3 separate regions of the Mus musculus genome follow, and all the other regions are linked to region 1. Evidence: chromatin contacts called from public promoter capture Hi-C data. All regions are on one chromosome and are shown on one strand. The core of a region is the stretch at or near the end of the contact, and the rest is flanking DNA. Distances in the headings are between cores, read along the strand shown. Region 1 holds the start of Atl3 (atlastin GTPase 3). Region 2 has its middle 25 kb from the start of Slc22a8. Region 3 has its middle 19 kb from the start of Slc3a2.

The links. Promoter capture Hi-C pulls out the DNA fragments that hold promoters and counts their contacts.
Region 2: a contact with region 1 is called in a promoter capture Hi-C map of hippocampal neurons, with 4 times the contacts expected there. A contact is called at or near these places in 2 of 39 promoter capture datasets (cranial neural crest and hippocampal neurons), 4 of 130 datasets of targeted methods (acute myeloid leukemia, astrocytes, large pre-B cells and 1 more) and 1 of 9 other capture datasets (embryonic stem cells).
Region 3: a promoter capture Hi-C map of embryonic stem cells shows a contact between it and region 1, with 5 times the contacts expected there. A contact is called at or near these places in 4 of 39 promoter capture datasets (the C10 cell line, cranial neural crest, embryonic stem cells and 1 more), 13 of 130 datasets of targeted methods (T-cell acute lymphoblastic leukemia, acute myeloid leukemia, astrocytes and 7 more) and 2 of 9 other capture datasets (embryonic stem cells and macrophages).

The regions. Positions count from the first base shown.
Region 1 is chr19:7,492,296-7,496,739 of GRCm38.p6, reverse strand. Atl3 (atlastin GTPase 3) reads right to left here and starts at 2,302. Exons shown (of 13, transcript NM_146091.4): 1 at 2,079-2,302. The coding sequence starts at 2,124. It overlaps Gm52401 (a long non-coding RNA gene), which reads left to right and starts at 2,946. Exons shown (of 2, transcript XR_003952920.1): 1 at 2,946-3,123; 2 at 3,693-3,946.
Region 2 is chr19:8,566,145-8,570,995 of GRCm38.p6, reverse strand. No RefSeq gene overlaps it. Among named protein-coding and RNA genes, the nearest start is that of Slc22a8, 25 kb to the left of the region's middle.
Region 3 is chr19:8,692,806-8,697,437 of GRCm38.p6, reverse strand. No RefSeq gene overlaps it. Among named protein-coding and RNA genes, the nearest start is that of Slc3a2, 19 kb to the left of the region's middle.

The DNA.
Region 1 (4,444 bases), core at 1,053-3,552:
CTATCAAATAAATTATTCAAATGCATACACCTACCATTGGAGAAATTTTATTATAAATATGCAAAATGAGGATTTTCTTTTTCACTGTTTCCTGGCCCCTGAATAAATAAAATCAGGATCTATAAGTTGTGCTAAGAATAGTGGGTATCTGAAAACTAGGAAGAGGTAGTCAGATCTCCATAAGTTCATCTTCAAAAGAAGTTCCAGGGGCTGGTGAGATGGCTCAGTGGGTAAGAGCACCCGACTGCTCTTCCGAAGGTCCAGAGTTCAAATCCCAGCAACCACATTGTGGCTCACAACCATCCGTAATGAGATCTGACTCCCTCTTCTGGAGTGTCTGAAGACAGCTATAATGTACTTCCATATAATAAATAAATAAATAAATCTTTAAAAAAAAAAAAAAAAAAAAGAAGTTCCAGACCAACCATGGCTACACAGTGAGATCCAGTTTTTATTTTTTTAGTTTTTTTTTCCAGACAGGGTCTCACTGTGAGAACCATGACTTTTTTTTTTTTTTTTTTTTTTTTTTTTAACACTGTTGAGAGGAGCCCTAAAAACTAGGGTTAAGGGCTATAAAAGCACAAAACTGCATTCAATCCCTAGCAGCACAAACCAAACTGTTCTTCCTTACTAAACACTAAGAAAATTATTATGGCATACAACCACACCTCCCTCTTCTGTTTTGTTTTGTTATTGTTTGTGGGTTTGTTTGTTTTCAGGGGGTGACTTGTTTTGTTATTTAGTTTGGTTCATTTTGTTCCCCCGAACCCAGACAAGGTTTTTCTGTGTAGCCTTGGCTGTCCTGGAACTCGCTCTGTAGACCAGGCTGGCTTTGAACTGAGAAATCCACCTGTCTCTGCCTCCCAAGAGCAGGGATTAAAGGCGTGCGCCACCACCACCCCTCAACTGTTTTTCTTATGGTTATGACTATTACAAAAGACAGTAAACTACCGAAAATAAAACAATGTTGGTATTGGCCTTATGCTTCACTAGGTGAAAATGTTTTTCACCCATACATCCCCTCACGCATGTAAAAGCTGCACAGGAATTTCTAGAATACAAGCTGGTTTTCGTAGGAAGCAAAACAGCCCTCATTTGATGTTGCAGTTTGTATGTAAGCTGAATACTGACATAGAGTACAAATCCTTAACGTAGGTTTTACTTAACTCCACTTCTCCAAAACAAAACTGAGAACCATGACGTTTTAGACTGCTAGGGGTTTTTTTTTTTTTTTTTTTTTTTTTCTTCACCTTTTGCAAAACATTCCACTTCGTACTCAAATTTGAAGACTGGGGTTTGCTAAAAAATTCTTCAAACACTACTGTTGACTCTTCTTTTTTTTTTCCTTTAGATTTCGCAACTGAAACTTGCAATCATTTCAGGGCCATACCCATTAAACAAGCACAGTGCCAGGTAAAATGACAGGCGAAACTGCATCCATGAATTTACGGAGGGACTATTTGGTTTTCATTTAGTACTTTTACCACCTCATTTTATGTCTCCGGCAAAGCCAAAGGAACCAAACTTACTTTAAAAAAAAAAAAAACAAAACAAAAAACTTGCAAAACAAAACAACCAAATTTAGGCCAATTCTTTTATCACCAAACATGGAGATAAGCGCGGGTGGAAAACGAACTTTACTAATACTTGTCAGTATCTCAAGGTCTTTTCGTTTAAAATAAAACCTTTCAACTCCAAGGCTGCACCGCAGCATTCCAGCACTTTAAGGCTCAACAATAAAGCCTTCCGCCGATCCCGGCCCGTTAAGACGGACCGCCAACCTCGCTTCCCGACCCGGAGCGCGCCACCGCCCGGCACGCCCTGCCCAGCACAGGGCGGAGCTCGACGGGCCAGAACACCAGGCCGCAGGAGGCCGCGGGCTCCCGGCGGAGACTGGGAACGTTCCCCGCTCCAGGAGCCCCGGCCCTGAATTCCGAGCCGAGACACCCGGCGGTGCGGCCTCCCGTCGCCACACCAAAAAAGGCGGCGGCAGGGACGGCTTGTCACCTCGGAGCCGAAGCACTGGGAGGCAGCGTGGGTAACCACGGACCGGGTCCCGGGAAAATTGGACGCCTCACCTGCTCCTCTCGATGCCACCGCTGCAGTTCGCTGAGGGGACAACATGGAGCCTCCTCCTTCAGCAGAAGTAGCAGAGGCAGAGAAGACAGGAGCGGGTTGAGGCTGCCCTGGAGGAGGGAAACAGGCGGAGCCTGGACTTGGGGAGAAACCGAGAAGGAGGGGCGCGCGGAGAAAGCCTACAGCTCAGGAGACAGCCCTGCCGATGGCGCAGGGCGTGACGAGGGCGGGAAAGCGCACGCGGCCGAGTCCCGCCACCGTTCGGTGCGCGTGCGCCGGAGCGGGGATCGTGCCGCGGGTACCTGTGACTGCGTACTGGAATGTCGGGTCCATCGGGAATTGTAGTTCGGCGTTTTCTTGGGCCCGGCCCCTCTGACCCGGGTGTTCGCCCTCATCCGGGGCGTAGAGGAAACGGAGGACAGGACTGGGCCGAGTGGGTCTTCCTACCGCTGAACTACAACTCCCATTAGGCCTTGCAAAGGGAAAAAAATGAGGAGGGCTCTCGGAAGACCCTGCCCGGCGCCTAACCCGGGGACCAGGGCCGGGCTTTGGCCACCCGGTTCCCGCCGGGAGCCCCCACCCGGCCCGCGTGCTGGGCTCTGGTGTTCCTCGCTGGCCAGGACTACAGGTGGTGGTATGAAAGAATTAACATGATGACGCGAACGCTTCGACTTTGACTTCACAAGGACAGACCATCGTGACTTCATTATCATCACCATCACCCCTAATCTCTGATCTGACCAAGGCTTACTAAAAGCTAAAGTAACGCCGGTCGTGGTGGCGCACGCCTTTAATCCCAGCACTTGGGAGGCAGAGGCAGGAGGATTTCTGAGTTCGAGGCCAGCCTGGTCTACAAAGTGAGTTCCTGGACAGCCAGGGATACACAGAGAAACCCTGTCTCGAAAAACAAAAAAACAAAACAAAACAAACAAACAAAAAGCTAAAGTAAGACCTTACTAAGTCAGGCTCCGGGTGGCACGCTGGTAATCCCAGTACTGGAGACCAGGAGAGGAGGATCAGGTGTTCAATACCTTCCTGAACTACATAGTGAGTCTCTGTCTCATTTTCGCGCGACCTCAGACTATTCTGAGCCATGACCCACCTTTTGTAAACTTTAGACTTCTAGGACCGTGATTCAAAGTTACTTTACAAAAGGAAGTTGTTGGGAAATGCTTTTATTCATACTTGACATATTGTGAAAATACAATTTGCCACAACTAAATACTGTTTTCTAACAAATCCTATAGATGGAGGTAGTGTCACCCCAGTGACTTGATTTTTCCTCACCATTGTTTCGTTCATTCAGCAAATGTTTTCTTTATTCCTTCGGCCTACCCTGAACTTCCCTCTATCTCTACACCCTGCCAAGCCTTTCAGCTATCTTTACTTCCTGAGCAATTATGCCAAAGGTTATGAGGTAAAAATTATTCGTAGCCTACCTAAAGAAATCCTGTTTACACTTCTTTAACCCCTCTTTGAGCCCCTTTACCCCCCAAACTCTCAAGACTGTTAGGAAACTCTCTTCTAGCTTTTAGATTTAAACCAAATTAGATCTTCTAGGCTATTGTGTAGTTGTTTCTTCTAAGGTGGACATGACCATTGCTGTCTTGAATCAGCCACAGGAGACTCATTGGAGGAAGGTGTATATCCAAGAGCAAATTGACCAGAAGGACTCTTCCATTACTGAAGCTGCCCATGGAACTCATCAGGAGTGCAGGTTCTTTGTGAATCACCCACGCTCCAGGTGAGATTTTTAATTTGTATAGTTGCCTATAAACTGCCCAAGGGACTTCCTGGTGATGTAACTGCCTTTGAGTCACCCGTGTACCTATAAGTGGCCTCAATAAACTCAATGGTTCACCAAGCTGAACTTGGATAGAATTCTTTCTTTGGTCTGTCAGTGCCCTTACCCCAGAATGACTAGGCCATTGTTTCTCTCTCCCAAGAAAAAGTAACACAGCATAGGCCAACCTGGTCCAGCAAGAAACTAGAAGTAAACATTAGGGGAAGAGATTAGTTCAAGAAGACATGACACAAACCCATTTTGTTACATGCTCAAAGAGGAGAGCCAAAGGGCAATGACTTTGTCACAACTGCAAATATTATTGTGTAAGAATTTAAAATCGCCCACACATCCTAGCATTCTCCAGTCCCCTTTTCTAAAGTATTGTTTTTTAATTTTTATTTTTTATTCTACATTACATCCAACTGCAATTTCTCCTCCCTCAGCTCCCCCACGCCCCCATCTTTCCCCTCCTCTCTTCCCCAGAACCAACCCTCTCCACATCCCCTCTAAGAACAGGCTTCCCAGGGACATCAATCAAACAGGGCATAAGAAGCAACAATAGGACCAGGCACCACGGGATCA
Region 2 (4,851 bases), core at 51-2,550, 1.1 Mb before region 1:
ACAGAAACCACTCTTGACCAATATCTAAATATTTGTTTCTCCTCCAGCATGTTCCAGCCAGCTTGACAAAGGCCTAGCTTAATCGGGGACAGATTTCCAGGGAGCAGTGGTGCTATGGTTGGTGTGGTTCCTCCCGAGTTCACCTTTGTCCTCTCATGCTCCTGGTCCTCCAGGAAAGGGGAGGGGAAGGCTGTGTGGGGGCAGTCCCAAACCAACTTAAGGAGAGAAAACAGTTTAGTTGTCTCTGTTGAGAAGAAGCCAAAAGCTTTCCCCAGCTCCCTCTTAGAGTAGAGTCTGGTATTTCAGAGACTCACCTGCCTCTTGCTAATGGTTGTAAATCCTTTCAGAAGCAAACTAAGTCCTTCTTCCAGTTTTCCTCCCCTAAAGTGTTTTCACAAGACCTCCTGAAGCATCTCTTTGAAATTTAACCAGCAAGGACTTCAGTGCCCTATGACCCAGTTTCTGCCAGTGTCCTAGCCTAACCTCAGTTGGGCCTTGCTCCAGATTACCTTCCTACCTACTTTTGGTCTTATTCACAGGGAAAAGGGGGTTTTCATCTGAATAAGGGCATTAAACATAGGTGGCCAGTACAATTACCAGACTTGGATAGACTTTCTGTGAAGTCAGGGTTTTCTTTGTTATCTGTCCATCTGTCCATCATCCACCCATCCACCCTTCCATCTACAGTGTTTCGAATGGGGGCACTTTCTGCTTGGCTACAATAAATGGGGAGAGTTTTTTTCTCTTTGCAGTCTCTTGGTAGCTTGCTGAATGTTACATTCTGCTTTAGTAGTTATTTGGGATTTCCCTTCCTTCCACTTTTGCAGGAGGCTTTCTGGGTTGCCAGGAGATTGCCCCTTTAACTTGTATTTCCCCGGTAAGTGGTGTGTGCACCTTCCAGAGATGCATATTTTTGTGTCATCTTTTCTGTAGAAAGAAATGGCATGACGTTTCCTTCAAGACCCGCTAAGGTCCCATGGGCCCCTGTGTCTAATGTGGTCTCCAGGGAAGGGCCGGCCACCCTTCGACCAGCAGGTCAGCCTTCCTCAGAAAGAGATGGGAGGTGTTCCCTCTGGGACAAAAGTTGAGGCGAGGAATTAACAGACTGAGGTTGACTCTCTGGGTAGTTCAGGAGAAGCAAGTAGTTCAAGAGGCTGCATAGCCAGCCAGCCTCACTCCCCTCGTCCCCGCTTCTGCCCAATCTCTGTATCGGTGTGTAGGGTTCAGGGGAGCGCGAGAGAGGACAGCTTCTTGCATTGTACTGGACGCTGAGGAGGGCCAGAGCGCAAATTTTGTGCCCAGCAGCGGCTAGGTGCCCCCCACCTTCACCCCCGCAGCCCCGCCAGACTAGCTCGACAGTGACATCGTGTGGAAGTATGGAATTGTGGCTTCTCTAACTGATTAAATGAACCGAAGGGGTCGCAGCCCTGGGATAGCTGCACCTGGGAAGAAAGTCAGGTGACAACAAATACAGGGAGCTTGATCAGCAGAGTGGAAAAGCTATATGTGTGGGACAAGACTCCTTTGTAAATAGTATTTCCTGAATGTCTGTTACAGTATTACCGATACTGCTAAGGACCCTTCCTTTCAGATGAAGGGCTGTGGTTAGGTTGGGTATGTGAGGGGTGTTGGTTCTTCTGGATATTGCAGGGAGAATCAGTATTTTTTTTTTTTTTTTCTTCCTATTCTTGTTTCGCGTGTTTCTCCTCCCTCTCCCTCTCCCTCTCCCTCTCCCCTCTTTTCCCCTCCTCCTCTCTCCTTCTCCCCTCTCTCCCTTTCCCTATCTCCCTCTCCTTCTCCCTCTTTCTCCCCTTCCCTCCCCTTTCTTTTTTCCTCTCTCCGTATTTTAACTTTCACTACGTAACTCATGCTGTTCTTAAACTGGTGATCCTTTTACCCGGCCTCTCCAGTCCTTGGGGATTATAGACACACAAAAATATTTTTTTTTGTTTTTTTTCTTTTCTTTTCTTTTCTTTTTTTTTTTTTTGTTTGGTTTTTCAAGACAGGGTGGTTTTTCTCTGTGTAGTCCTGGCTGTCCTGGAACTCACTTTGTAGACCAGGCTGGCCTCGAACTCAGAAATCTGCCTGCCTCTGCCTCCCAAGTGCTGGGATTAAAGGTGTGGGTCACCACTGCCTGGCACACACAAAAATTTTTTTTTGTTTTTTTGTTTGTTTGTTTTGTTTTGTTTTGTTTTGTTTTTTTTTGACACAGGGTCTGGCTCACCTGAAACCTGCTATGAGGATTAGGTTGGCCTCACACACATAGAGATCTGCCCACTTCTGCCTCTCTCTCTCCTGTGTAGGCTTGGCTGTCTTGGAAGTTGCTTTCTAGACCAGGCTGGCCTTGAACTTATAGAGATCCGTCTGCCTCTGCCTCTCAAGTGCTGAGACTAAAGGCATGTGCCACTACTGTCTGGCAGTGAGATGTTTTAAAATTATTGAGAATGACCATGGTATGAACTCCATGACAGCTGTGCTTATTATTAAATTATTAAATGTTATATTAAATTTAATATTAAATTAATTAGTATTATTAAATTATTAACGTATGTGCCAGCACATTTCTGTAACACCCCGGAAAGATGTAGCAATGACTTTTTCTGGAAATCTTGTTGGACATTCCATGGGTTTGAGTCCAGAAGGTTCCACTGATCTGAGCATTTACCTCAGGCAGTGAATGGAGACTGGGGGCCAGCTGGTCACATTTAGGTCTGTGTTCTTGGAGGCCTGAGGATGACCCAGCCCCTGGCTAAACTTGTTTTATGATAATTTTTAAATCTTCATTAGGCAGTAATCAGTTTTAAGTTCCAATATGTTAAGCAGAGCATTATTTTTGGCCTGTATGGAGAGACTAAGACAACAATTGTCACTGCCCTGTATATAGTAAGAGGACATTGTTGCACGGCAAAACAAAACACAACACAATTACTTTCCTTGGCACTGGAAATGGATCCCACCTGGCTCCTGTTTATCACCCAGCCTTCATGTTCTGATATATATCTTTATTTCAGAAGTTAGTACTGAATACTGGCTTCCTTATGGCACTCTCTCTCTCTCTCTCACACACACACACACTGTTTTACTTTGTTTTTATTTGTCTCCCTTCAGCTTTGCTCTACTCTGTGTTTTGATATATTTATTTGTTACTGTCTGCCATTCCCTGCACTCTCCTCCCCCCTCCCCCATTAGATTATAACGATTCTTTTTTGAGGGCGAAGACTTTGCCTGGATCTCAATGTCAGCTAGATCCCTGGCCGGTGCTCTGTGGGTAGTCAGGTGGTTTGCAATCTAGGGCTGGGCAGGTAGCGCCGTGGGCGGGTACCGTGCATGAGGCTTTGGGTTTGATCTGAGCTCCACATGACCTGGCTGACTCCTGTGATTCCAGCTCTTGCAGGTGCTCGAGGAGTAGCAAGAGTTCAGGGCCAGCCTTATTTACAGCAAATTGGAACTTCCCTTAGCCTTTGTGAAACTGTTACAACCAACAACCATGTTTACAATACATGTAATGATGTATGCCAACACTTAGACAAGGAAACTCGGTTGTTCAGTACTCTGTTCTTATTGACTTTCAGGTTTTTTTTTTTTTTTCCCACCAAGGAAATGTTGCCAGGAGGAAAGACTGAGATTTCGCCTCTTCCTATTGTTCTTGTCTCATGCTGACCCCTGGTGGCCCTCTTCACACATGACTTTCTGTCTAGAAGATGATGTCACATAATGAGCAAAAACAGTGTTCAGAGTTTGGAATCTGGGTTGAGTTCCATCTCTTGAGCCCTGCACGTGGTCCTCTGACCGCCACATGTGCTCTGAGATATGTATGCATGTGTCATGTGTGCACATACACAACCAAGCAAATAAAAGTGTTTAGGGGCTGGAGACGTGGCTCAGCTGTTAGAGGGCTTGTTGCTTTTGCAGAGAACCCAAGTTCAGTTTTTAGCACCCACATCAGGAAGCTCACAATTCCTGTAACTCCAGTTCTAGGGGACCTGGTGTCCCTCTCTGGCTTCTGCAGGCACCGCACTCACAGGCACACCCACTCCCCACACATACAAGTGATTAAAAATAAAAAGAAAATCATCTTAAAAGAAAAGTTTGGGAATCTGAGCATTTGCTCTTCTCTTTCAGAACAGTGGAGTGTAGGCTGAAGGGTGAGTCATTTTGGACCACAATGATGAAGGCAGTATCCTAGAGATGACAGAAGAACAAACTGAATTGATGTACTGGGTTAAGAAGTTTTCACTGGGGCTCAAAAGGAGAAGAGGAGGGGAGACTGCACAGAATACATACACTCACACCTCACTGTCCAGAAAACAATGCTGCTGAAGAGCCTTAGGCCACACTTTTCTGCAAGACAGGCTGAGAACTGCAGCCCCCACCTCTGTGGCCAGAAATCCGTTATAGAAGAACAAAAACTGGATTTTGGGACTTAGCTGGCAGGTGGTTCTCCCCCCTCCCCCACAGATCATCAAAGCAGCTAGGGTTAAATAGTCTGACTTATAAATGGACTGATTTGTTTGTTTGTTTGTTTGTTTTTTTTTTAAATGAAGGCGAAGGCTTCAAGTCCAGACTCAAGCCTCTGGCCATTATCCTTATATCCTTTGTTTGTAATTAAGCTTAATTGGTGACATCAGTGTTTGGAGCTTGTGGCTCAATGCCTGCCCTGGTGACATTATCTTAGCGTTGTCTCTGGCTGATGTCCTATCAGTAGGCTTATGCTGAATTTGTCTGTTGCATTATTAGACGTCTTTGCTTGCCTGATTATCATCTCATTATATTTAGCAGGGCCATCTGGAGGCTTCATCTGCTAGGAGACGGAGGAAGAAGTCTGGGTGGTCAGCTGTCTCCTTGTTACAT
Region 3 (4,632 bases), core at 623-3,122, 1.2 Mb before region 1:
CCCCTTTAGTCCCCTTTCTTGATGGGCTGTGACTAATGCATACTGACTCTACACAGTGATGGCTTTGCTATTCTCCCAGTGAAGTACCTGAGTTAACACCAGAAACTCAGCCCTTTGTGTTGAAATTCCTTGGCTGAGGGTCTGGGCCCATACTGTCCTGTCCTAGTGATTAACTGTGGCTCTAGCATACCTGATTTCAACTTAAACAAAACTGTCCACATCAGTGTAGCGGGACATCTGTAGGTCAAGTCTGATGGATTGGATCCCATCATTCTCCTCCAGGCAGTTGTAGAGAGGCTCTGCCGGGTTGTTGTCTGGCAGCACGTTGGCTGGGTTGGTGGCTGAAGTTTTATAGAATGGGATGAGGGGCTGGTTCAGGAGACGTGCTTGACATCCACCCCTCTGGGGTCCCCCTCAGGAGAGCTGCTACACAATTCCTGGCCCAAAGTCAATTTGTCAGCTCCTTTTCCTGGCATGGCTGTAGTGACAACTGCATGCATACAAGCTGGCCAACCTGGCAGAAACAGGGTCAGTTCCTTTGGATAGGTCGGCCACTGGCTTCTCCCAGGGTCCCAGTGCCTGGGAAAGGACCCCCTTTCCAATCCTGGATATAGGGCAGGGTATTGTTCTTCCCTCCTCTTTTCCCTCTTGGCTTTCACCCTCTGGCATCTCTTTTATTAGTCCCCCCAGTGCTGCCAATACTGCTCAGGTCAATCTTTTGCTTTGCTTTGCTTGGCTTCTTCAGAGTCATGGTTACTGTAAACCTTTGGAGCAACCTCCAATAATTGGGATCTATTCATATCCTCAAACCCTCTAACATCTGAAGTTTCTTTGAACTCAGGTACTTCACTGGGAGAATAGCAAAGCCATCACTGTGTAGAGTCAGTATGCATTAGTCACAGCCCATCAAGAAAGGGGACTAAAGGGGCTGGAGAGATGGCTCAGCAGTTAAGTGCACTGACTGCTCTTAATATCTGGGGCTGAGTGCATAACAAAATTAATATTGATGGCTCGCTGTTTTTTTTTTTTTTTTTTTTTTTTTTGTGAATCTGGGTCTATGAGGACAAATACCCAGTAAGCCTTGCAGAGGCGCTCCAGGAACCCAGCAGGCAATTCTTGGGGGCTCTTGTATTACCTTGTTCACCTAAGACAGACTGGTATGTTTTCTAGCAGTTGCCTTCAATCATCCTAACAGAGCCCAGAGAGGGGCTCCTGACCCCGAGCCTCCTGACCTTGGTCAGGGTTAGGGTCCTAGTCAGGTTTTGTGGTGTGTGTGGTGTGTGTGTGTGTGTGTGTGTGTGTGTGTGTGATATCTGCTTTATCTGCGTCTTCTGTCCAGCAGCTATCACTCACCAGGCCCAAGAATGGCTTTCTTACTTTCAAGCTGGTTATTTCTTCCTTCAACTTGTAGCTAGGAGCTGTTGACAGTCATCCCAGGTTGGTGTAAAAGATTGTCTCAAGAAGGCTAATGAGAGCCTGAGGTTTTTCAGAGAATGATGGTCTCTGAGTTTCCCAACTATACATATCACGGGTTGAGAAGGAGACATAAACTATGTAAGGGGAAGGAGACGAACCTCTGGGAAGGAGATGAGGTCTGCCTCCATTTATAAGCACACAGAAGATAGATGGTGGGAGGCCCGAGGTGAGAGGCTGGGCCCCTTCCCACTTCCACATAGGGACTTGGGCTCTGGGATGGAGAGACAAGAGGAGAGAATGATGTCAGTTTTATTCTTGGGACTGGAGGATGCACTCCCAGGGTAGAGACAAGGCTGAACAGAGTAGTTCCAGGAAGCAGAGCAAGGACAAGGACCAATACAGAAAGCGATGAAGCAGTCCGAGTGGAGAGTGTGAAAGGAGGGAGGCGCCCTCTGGTGGAGGGGAGGGGCTCAAGGTAAAAGGGACTACCTCACCCCACCCCCAACACAGCCTGGGGACTACCTCACCCCACCCACAACACAGCCCAGGGACTACCTCACCCCACCCCAACACAGCCCGGGAACTATCTCACCCCACCCCAACACAGCCCGGGGAACTATTTCCTTCTCCTGCGGCAAGACCAGGGTCTATACTGGAGTATATGGAGGGGGAAGGTCAGTTTTCTCTACCAGGGTGTGGGTCTCACACTAGGGAAAGATATTGCTCCATCTGGAGAAATGGGATGGGGTGGCCTGGGTCTCCAGTCATCACATATCAGATGTCCTGAACTGCCTGGGGAATCCAGAGATCTGTCAGTGGGCTACCCAGCTCCAAAAGAGGGCCAACCTACCTCCCAGAAGGTCTGGAGTTTCCTGGGTGAGAGATGGAGACTGAAAATCATTGTTCACAAAGCCTCCATTGGCATAATTTAACATACACGTCAGCAGTGCCTTTGGACTGTTCACTCCCCTTCCTTCTGAAGATTCCTTTCTTCCTGCCAGCTGAATTGACAAAAACACACAGAGAGACACACAACAAAACAGGCAACCAGGGTGTCCACCGCACAGACTTAAACCAGGAGATCTGATAATGTCTCACACAGGTCCCTGAACACTTGAATTATGTCCGAATCCAGCCTTTCCTAATCACCCTGAGCAGAAGGCACCATAAACACAGTCACCCCCAGAGGGGATAGATCCGGGCAACTTTCTATAGTTTCCAACTTAGGAAACTTGGAGGCATCAGGAGCCTTTGTGTTGACAGAAGCAGAGTCTGAAGAAGTTTCTGGGGCTTTGGAACCTCTCAGGATGTGCACCTGCTAGAAAATGTTCATTTATCAATCTAAGGGAATCTGAGGCCCCTGTGTCCCTACATCTTAGTTTCTGGGGATCTCTGGGGCCTCCAGAATTGCCTGGTAATTCCATCAGAGAATACATGGACACTCTTAAAGCTGAATAGAAACTTGACTGGTGACTGCATGGGGAACTTGCTAAATCATGTAGCCCCAAGCTTTAATTCCTGGTCATTTATGCATAACCCCACATCCTGGTTGACACACTTTGGTTAGCCAGAACAGGTAGTGAGAAGCAAAACTACAAAAGCCAAAAAGCAAGGTTACTAAGTATTTTTAGGAATTTTCCTGGATCCAGAAACTATGGAAAGTAGGTCTTTGATGGATTGGGTCTTTGTTTCTGTTTTGGGAGGGGATGGGGGCGCTCCATGCTGGGTTCTAAAGCCAGAATGGTGCTTCTAACACAGCTGGAGTGGTGCTAAGATGTTAGACCTGTTACATTAGGTTCCCTGGAACTGGAGATATACTCTGTAAACAGTCATGTGGGTTCTGGGAATCCAACACTGGTCCAACCCTGCTCTTCAGCAAGAACAACAACAAAACAGTATTTAAAAAAAAAAGATTTATTTATTTATTATATGTAAGTACACTGTAGCTGTCTTCAGACACACCAGAAGAGGGCGTCAGATCTCGTTACAGGTGGTTGTGAGCCACCATGTGGTTGCTAGGATTTGTATTCAGGACCTCTTAATCACTGAGCCATCTCTCCAGCCCATAAAACAGTATTTTTTGAGATAGGGTTTCTCTGTGTAACCCTAGCTGTACTTGAACTTGCTTTGTAAACCAAGCTGGCCTTGAACTCAGAGATCCACCTACTTCTGCCTCATGAGTGCTGAGATTAAAGACACGCCATCACCACCACCCGGCTCTCACCACCACCCGGCTCTACAAAATAGCCCTAACCACTGAGCCATCTTTCCATCCCCTTGTATTTCTGAGACAAGGTCTCTTGTGACTCGGGCTGGTTGACCTTAGATTTGCTATATAACCTAGGCTGGATTTGCACTTTTGTTTTCCTTTTGGCCTGTATGTTTGGGTGAGGCAGAAAAAAAAATGTTTATGTAAGGGCTGGAGACATGGTTCATCAGTTAAGAGCACTTGTGACTCTTGCAGGGGACCTGGGTTCTGTTCTAAGCACCTGTATGGTGGCTCACAACCATTCATTACTCCAGTTCCAGGGATCTAACACTTTTTCTAACCCCTGTTGGCATGTAACATGGGCTGGGCTTGCTTCCCTACCTCTCCTTTCTCATCCCCATCTTTCCTACTTGAGGTCAGTCTTTCAGACCTTTATTCTTTCCTCTACCTCCCTCTGTTGTGGTTAATATTGTTCTGGGGGTTGCTATACCCACTTGTTGTCTTTAAATATCTATTAGGGGTTTCTACCCCACTTCAGCCCATATTGTTCCCAGGTAAAAGACACAGAAGCCTTTAGATTTAAATTTAAAATCACTAAAGCTGGGCAGATATCAACCCTCTGTGCTGTTTTGTCTGCTTCCCTGTGGTGACTGCCAAGGTGTCCCTTGCCATGGTCCTCAAGCATCGCCCCTGTCCATCGGGCGAGCCATCATGGCCATGTTCTCAGAATCCACACTCCCCATGGCAACCTCTACCTTCTTCTCTCTCCTCGCTTGTGGTCCCTACCTCTGACCCCAAGCCTGGGGAACCTTTGCTCCGCCACCTCTCTCCAGGCTGTAGGCATCTTTATTAACCAATCAGGGGTAACTTGGAGGGCAGGGTTTGCACAATAAAAGCTGAGGTCTGTGAGAATTCACTGTCTTGGGGCAACCTTGTCTTGGGATACAGAATTTAGCATTTGAATACATAGCAGCACTAGACTAACTCCCTACATCCCTCCTCCTCTT